2 separate regions of the Oncorhynchus mykiss genome follow, and region 2 is linked to region 1. The links are chromatin contacts, called in public Hi-C maps. All regions are on one chromosome and are shown on one strand. The core of a region is the stretch at or near the end of the contact, and the rest is flanking DNA. Distances in the headings are between cores, read along the strand shown. Region 1 holds the start of LOC110507763 (serine/arginine-rich splicing factor 1B). Region 2 holds the start of LOC110507770 (thioredoxin domain-containing protein 17).

Evidence for each region. A called contact is a pair of places that touch in the nucleus more often than the background predicts.
Region 2: a contact with region 1 is called in a Hi-C map of liver, with 6 times the contacts expected there. The contact joins the promoter of LOC110507770 here to the promoter of LOC110507763 in region 1. A contact is called at or near these places in 2 of 3 Hi-C or Micro-C datasets (blood and liver).

The regions. Positions count from the first base shown.
Region 1 is chr27:21,277,097-21,280,438 of USDA_OmykA_1.1, forward strand. LOC110507763 (serine/arginine-rich splicing factor 1B) reads right to left here and starts at 1,720. Exons shown (of 5, transcript XR_005039969.1): 1 at 1,305-1,720; 2 at 778-968. It overlaps LOC110507766 (fructose-bisphosphate aldolase C), which reads right to left. Exons shown (of 9, transcript XM_021587993.2): 9 at 3,032-3,342.
Region 2 is chr27:21,417,517-21,420,899 of USDA_OmykA_1.1, forward strand. It overlaps LOC110507770 (thioredoxin domain-containing protein 17), which reads right to left and starts at 1,852. Exons shown (of 4, transcript XM_021587998.2): 1 at 1,517-1,852; 2 at 1,152-1,233. The coding sequence starts at 1,661. It also overlaps a transcript of LOC110507128 not described here.

The sequences.
Region 1 (3,342 bases), core at 470-2,969:
CTGTGTTTTGCAATATTGCACTTGTGATTTCATTAATATTTTCTAGTAATATTATTTGACAGTGGCGCTATGCTGTGGGACAGCATTTTTTTAATGAAACCTGTGAAATTGGTGTTCATATTTGCTCTTTGCACTGAGTATTCCTCACTCTACCAGAGTAAGATCGATGTGACATTGTATTGCAAACAAGTACGGGAAAGTCCTGAGGGCGTTTTACGGTCATCAGATGTCCTTGGGCGGAAGGTACGTCTTTCCTTCCCCTCCTATGTTCCAGAATGCCCTGACTAGAAGTAAGTCTGGGACACTCAAATTAGTGTGTTACATTTGGTACTGTTGCATAAGATTGGTACTTTAAATTAATGGGTTTAACATGCTATGCTGTCATTTTCTTCTGAAAATAAGAATTAGCATATTAAGTAGTTAATTTGCATAAAGTCAAAAGTAAATTGTTACATACGCTGTTTCACAAAGCACAAATATTTGTTCATATGACAACCCTACCGTAAAACTATTTGTCTTAAATTATTGTAATTATGTATGCCGTACTGCCTCATTTGCATAATATCACAGTTTATTTGAATCTACTCTGTTCTACATCAGCCCTAAAAATGTCATTAGAATATGACAACCCTATCTTGAGGTATTGGACAGATCGTGTTGAAATTAAGTCTCCAGACAGATGATTCTGTGCCATCATTGACCAGGGGCGACCCTTTTCGATCACTTGAAAATGAGACCTCAGCAACGGTAAGTCTCCAACGTAGTTACACAACTCACCTGAGACAATGACCCTGTACTCGGAGCGTCTGGATGGCGGCCCGTATCTGCCTCTAGGGGCGCCACCAACCCCCCCACCACCACCAAAGCCGCCTCTCCCCCCACCCCTGCCGCTCCGAGGGAATTCAACTCGCAGCCGATAACCGTCGTAGTCATAGCCGTCTCGTCCGTACACTGCATCGTCGGCATCCCTGAAAAAGTGATAGAAAATGTTAGTTAAACAATCGTCCACACAGCAAACTGTGGCGTAACTCATTAGCCGGCTAAACTCAACAATTTACTTTAACTCGTGGCGTTTAGTTGGCTAGACACAAACAAAGACAACTTCACAATGTGCCACTGCAGAAAGAGACGAAACCAGCGGTCAAGCCAATTAACGTTACATTCTTAAAACGAAAATGGCTAGTTACGTTAACGTTAGTTACATGTGCAAACTAAGTCAACGTTGCATGAGCATAGATATTCAAGTTACAGTATAGTAACGTTAGAGCAGTGCACGAGTTGCTAACAAGCTAGCCTTTAGCTACCTGGGATCTTCAAATTCGATAAAGGCAAAGGGAGGTCCTCCTCTCCGATTTTTCAAGTCGATGTCGCGAATCGCCCCGTATTTGTAAAAGACGTCCTCGACATCTTTGGTGCGAATATCAGGGGGTAGATTTCCGACGTAAATACGGCAATCGTTATTTCCTGCAGGGCCTCGCACGACGCCTCCCGACATGTTAGCTAGTTTATTTTAGCGTTAGGTTGAAATTAAAAGCGAGTTCTCAAAACGGTATTTAAGTAGATCACAACCGATTAGAAAACCATATGAGTATAGTGCATAAACACGAAATAAGGTATCAATCGCGCTTAAAGCTGTCTACTAGCTAGCTACACTTCTCCCGGTGCAGAACCGCGCTTCTTCGCGAGGGCATTCATGAGAATACCGGAAATGTACCCAGTAGAGAACTCTAGAAATGCCTACCTCCGCCAAACAAAATAGTCCACAGGGCTCATCTGTAAAAGAGACTAGGCTACTGCAACAGTTTCCTTTGCCCTAAACACTCACATTGGTGCCACAAGAGAGAAGATGTTGAATGTGTGGAGTTTTTAGTTTGCAATATTTGATCTATAGGCTAAGATAGCTTAATCAACTGTTTATTGATTGGGGGGTTTGAATAGTGTGAGAAGACAATATATTTGGTGAGAATCACAATGTTGGGTACAAAATCAATTTTTTTATTTCACCTTTATTTAACCAGGTAGGCTAGTTGAGAACATGTTCTCATTTACAACTGTGACCTGGCCAAGATAAAGCAAAGCAGTGTGACACAGACAACACACAGAGTAAACAATAAACAAGCCAATAACACAATAAACAAGTCAATTACACAGTAGAAAAAAAAGAAGTCTATATACAGTATTCTAGCTCTTAAAGGGGCAGTAGCCTACATTGGGTGTACAATTTTCAATTACAGCATTATTTATTCTGCAGTTATTCGGTTGCTATTTATTCTGTTAGCAATTAAATGTACACGTTAATAGTATATTCTGATTACAATTATTATGTCGGATATTTTAATGAAATGCAATCTATTAGCTTCCAAAATGTAAGTAGGTATATCTAGCTGTCCGATAACACATTCTGATTGAATGGCTTGTCCTGCACTTTGTAAAAACCCAGAGTGCATGTTGGAAAAAGATTTTGGTTCCTTTCTAAACAAATCAATGTGAATGCAAAGAGGACTCAGTCCACAAAATAGGTGAAGTGAACAGGCTAAATAGTGTAGTCCTCATTCAGAGGCAAGGGCAGTGTGAATACAAAAATAAATTAGTTCTTTAGCTTTTTTTTGTTCACCCTAAAGAGGACTGAGATGCGTTCTTTTTAAAGAGGAATATGTGAAAACACCCTAATATATCATCATCAACTACTCTTAAGCCAGTAGATGGTGCCATGGACCATGGTATGGGAAAGCAAATCAGATGACACGCTACAAGTAGCCTACTAGTTCATGGGTGAGGATAAATTAACTAAGAATTCTGTTAAAATCAAGAACTGTATAACAGAGTTTGACTACTGTAGAAAATAATGTACAAATCATGCAATGTGTAGGTAGGCCTACTCTTTGGTGCAGTTAAAAAATATATATATTTGTGAGTAGGCCTAGTCTTCATGGACAGACTATGGAGCATGAGCATCTGACCAAATTATGGGATATTTTAATTCTGGTTTAACCAAGATTAATTTATGAGAAATAAAACCAGAATTACCAGATTGTTTCAACTCAACACAATTTATTGTTATTACTTTTGCACTACAGTATTTGATAATCAGTTGCATAGAGAACAATACTTAGCTAAGTCACAAAAATAACATTTTTCCAACAACACTATTTACTGTAAGTCCAGCTGTCCATTAGTTCATCCAAAACCACGTCTTTGGAACCTTCTGCCTCTATGCAAGAACACACACACAATTTCTACAAAATAGTAACTTCACACAGCTATTTTGTTTTGACACACATATCCCATCATTAATCCAGAATTTGGAATGGCAATATGGTCTTTTCAAGAAAGCTAGAATTC
Region 2 (3,383 bases), core at 602-3,101, 140 kb after region 1:
CGCACCCCTGAGGGGCCCCTGTGTTGAGGATCAGTGTGGCGGTTGTGTTGTTACCTACCCTTAACACCTGGGGGCGGCCCATCAGGAAGTACAGGATCCAGTTGCAGAGGGAGGTGTTTAGTCACAGGGTCCTTAGCTTAATGATGAGCTTTGAGGGCACTATGGTGTTGAACGCTGAGCTGTAGTCAATGAATAGCATTCTCACATAGGTGTTCCTTTTGTCCAGGTGTGAAAGGGCAGTGCGGAGTGCAGTAGCGATTGCATCATCTGTGGATCTGTTGGGGCGGTACGCAAATTGGAGTGGGTCCAGGGTTTCTGGGATAATGGTGTTGATGTAACCCATGACCAGCCTTTCAAAGCAATTCATGGCTACAGACGTGAGTGCTATGGGTCGGTAGTCATTTAGGCAGGCATGTTACCTTAGTGTTCTTGGGCACAGGGACCATGGGGCACTCTGTTCACAATGTTGACATCAGCAAACCGCTGGCCCACACAATGCCATACACATGGTCTGCGGTTGTGAGGCCGGTTGAACGTACTGCAAAAATTCTCTAAAGCAATGTTGGAGGCGGCTTATGGTTAAAAGATAACATTCAATTATCTGGCAACAGCTCTGGTGGACATTCCTGGAGTCAGCATGCCAATTTCACACTCCCTCAAAACTTGAGACATCTGTGGCATTGTGTTGTGTGTCAAATTGCACATTTTAGAGTGGCCTTTTATTGTCCCAAGCACAAGGTGCACCTGTGTAATGATCATGGTGTTTAATCAGTTCCTTGATATGCCACACCTGTCAGGAGACAGATTATCTTGGCAAAGGAGAAATGCTCAATAACAAGGATGTAAACAAAATTGGAGAGAAATACACTTTTTGTGCTTATGGAACATTTCTGGGATCTTTTATTTCAGTAATGAAACATTACATTGTGTTTATATTTTTGTTCAGTGTATTTTGCTCAATTCAAATATGCTGCCTGAGAGAGCCAACAAATCGTGATGTTACAACTTGCACAATTTATCTAAGCTTTTCAAAACTACTAGCTGCATTTGCGGGTATGAAAAAAATCGTATTTTCTATTGCCTGTTGATAGCACAGCATTATCATTCTCCTATCATCACCAGTAAATATGAAGAAAAAGTTGAGTACATACTATGGCCTCTCTCCAACCTGACAGTAGATGAAGACAGAGCCCTCGGGAAGGTGGGACATCTCTCCTCTAACAACTGGCTCAGCTGGAGGGGAAGGAGCAGAACAAAGCTGGCAAATCTGTGTGGCTTTGATTTATGCAAGCAATAAATCACACAACAGCTATAACTTCCTAAAATAATACAGAAAATAGAGCATAAGACGAGCATCCCCAGTAAACACATTACATAGAATAGTTGGCTTGGCTACAATGAATTGCCGACCATAATGCAGCAGAGACTGACGCATTATGGAAGACAGCTGGAAAAGAAAGCCAACCGCTATACATGTAAAGTACAAATCAATACAGCAATAAAATAACTATAATACCTTCCACACAATCTGGACACCAGCTCATCCCTTGAGCGTCTTTATCACCAGAGAAATATGCGAATATGTCCTTTCCTTTTCGCTCAGACACTGCTTTGCAGAATTCATCATAACCATGGACCTTTACTTCTTCGTAATGAGACATGATGAAATAGAATAAGTAGCAGTATTATCAATTATCGTAGGCAAAGCAAGCAGGTATGAATCGTTTCACGCTAGAATAAAAACGAGTTGGACTATGATCGCTTCTAAAATACTACGACCAGAGAGGAAGAAGTAAAGAGAGAGGCCCAACTCGGCGGAAAATCTGTCTCCGTCCAGCAGGTGGTGTTTTGTGTGTTTTTTCGCCCACCAAGCAAGGAGTTTTTGTTTGGAGGTCAATGAGAGTTTCGAATTTGGTCAACAACAAAAATGTATGGCATATTTGCTACTTGAGGTGTATTTGATTGATTGTAAGTTTCGTAATGTTTGGGTTGTTACGACTGTACTGATATAAGTAGGACACATGACATCGTCTCATCTTTGATTAAAAACACTTTATACCGTAGTCATCTCGAGATGGCTATGCATATTCATGATATGAGGCTTGTAGCGTAGCATTTCTCCATTGAATACAGACGGTTAACGTCAACAACCCTCATCGAATACAATATGAGACATCACCAATCCAAAGAAATGATAGGCGGGAGCTAGACAGCCCGCCTTGCCGCGTTGTGGACAACGACTCCCATTGTTAGGGCAGAGAGGCAAGTATCTTGTCAGTATATCCATAATCTTTGCTATCAGTTCAGAAAACGCAGGACAACACTTCCTCTTCCTGTCTATGAAAAATAAAACTGATATGACAACATCATCCTATTCGTGTACTGCTTTTGATGACTGTTTTATCGAAACAAACAGAACATTATGGACACAAATAGATAGAAAAACAACAATTTTATCATAGTTATCACATTTTAGTCAAATTAGTATTTTAAATGTCCTACATCTGGTTATGTTTGACGGTTTCTGCTTTCCGTAAGTTAGAAATACCCACTTCTCGTTTTTACAGAAGGCGGTGCTTATTATTTGTTGTCAAGGCGGCATTTTAAACCGTTTTAGCTGTGATTAGCTTGCTAGCTAGCTGTCGAAGTCTATCCCGTACAAATAGTATCCTAGCTAAATATTTTCACTTTCTTTACATGATAATATTCTAAGCATATTGTACCATCTGGTTGCATGGCTAGATACGTACTGAAATGCTAGGCAAGGGTTTGCAAAATGTATCAAAGCTAACGTTAGTTAGCTACCTAGGCAGGTAGCTAGGTATACTGGCTACAGCTGATGTAGATAGACCGGTAATTAGCTAGGGGATTTAGGAACAGCCATGACTGCAAACCTAGAGTTCCCGATGACCTAGGACAATCGAAAAGCTGGGTCACATTAGGTCCAAATCGAAGCACTCGGCTTTTTCAGACCCAGGTAAGGTAACGTTAGCGGAAAGACATTCATGTAAACCCACATATGGTCAAATGGATTGTGAACTATCTGACCAATAAGACCACAGTTCGTGAGATTGAACCAGGCAGTATGAAACCAGATATGCGCAAACACGGTAACGTTAACCCCACTAGGAACGGCCCAGTCACCTTTCCCGTTTCCTCTCAATACATAAATTACTTCACACACAACAATGAACTGCGCCACCTGCAGAAATTCTCAGACTCTGCAAAAGCAAGTTGTATCATAAAAGGTGACGATGCTCATCACAGGGAATTAAGAGTCCTGAGAGTTATAGTGGACAATAAACTGAAGGATAATTCCCAGAGTATCTATCAAAAAACCTAATCCAGACTGTACTGTTTAAGGAAGCTAATATATTTTAATG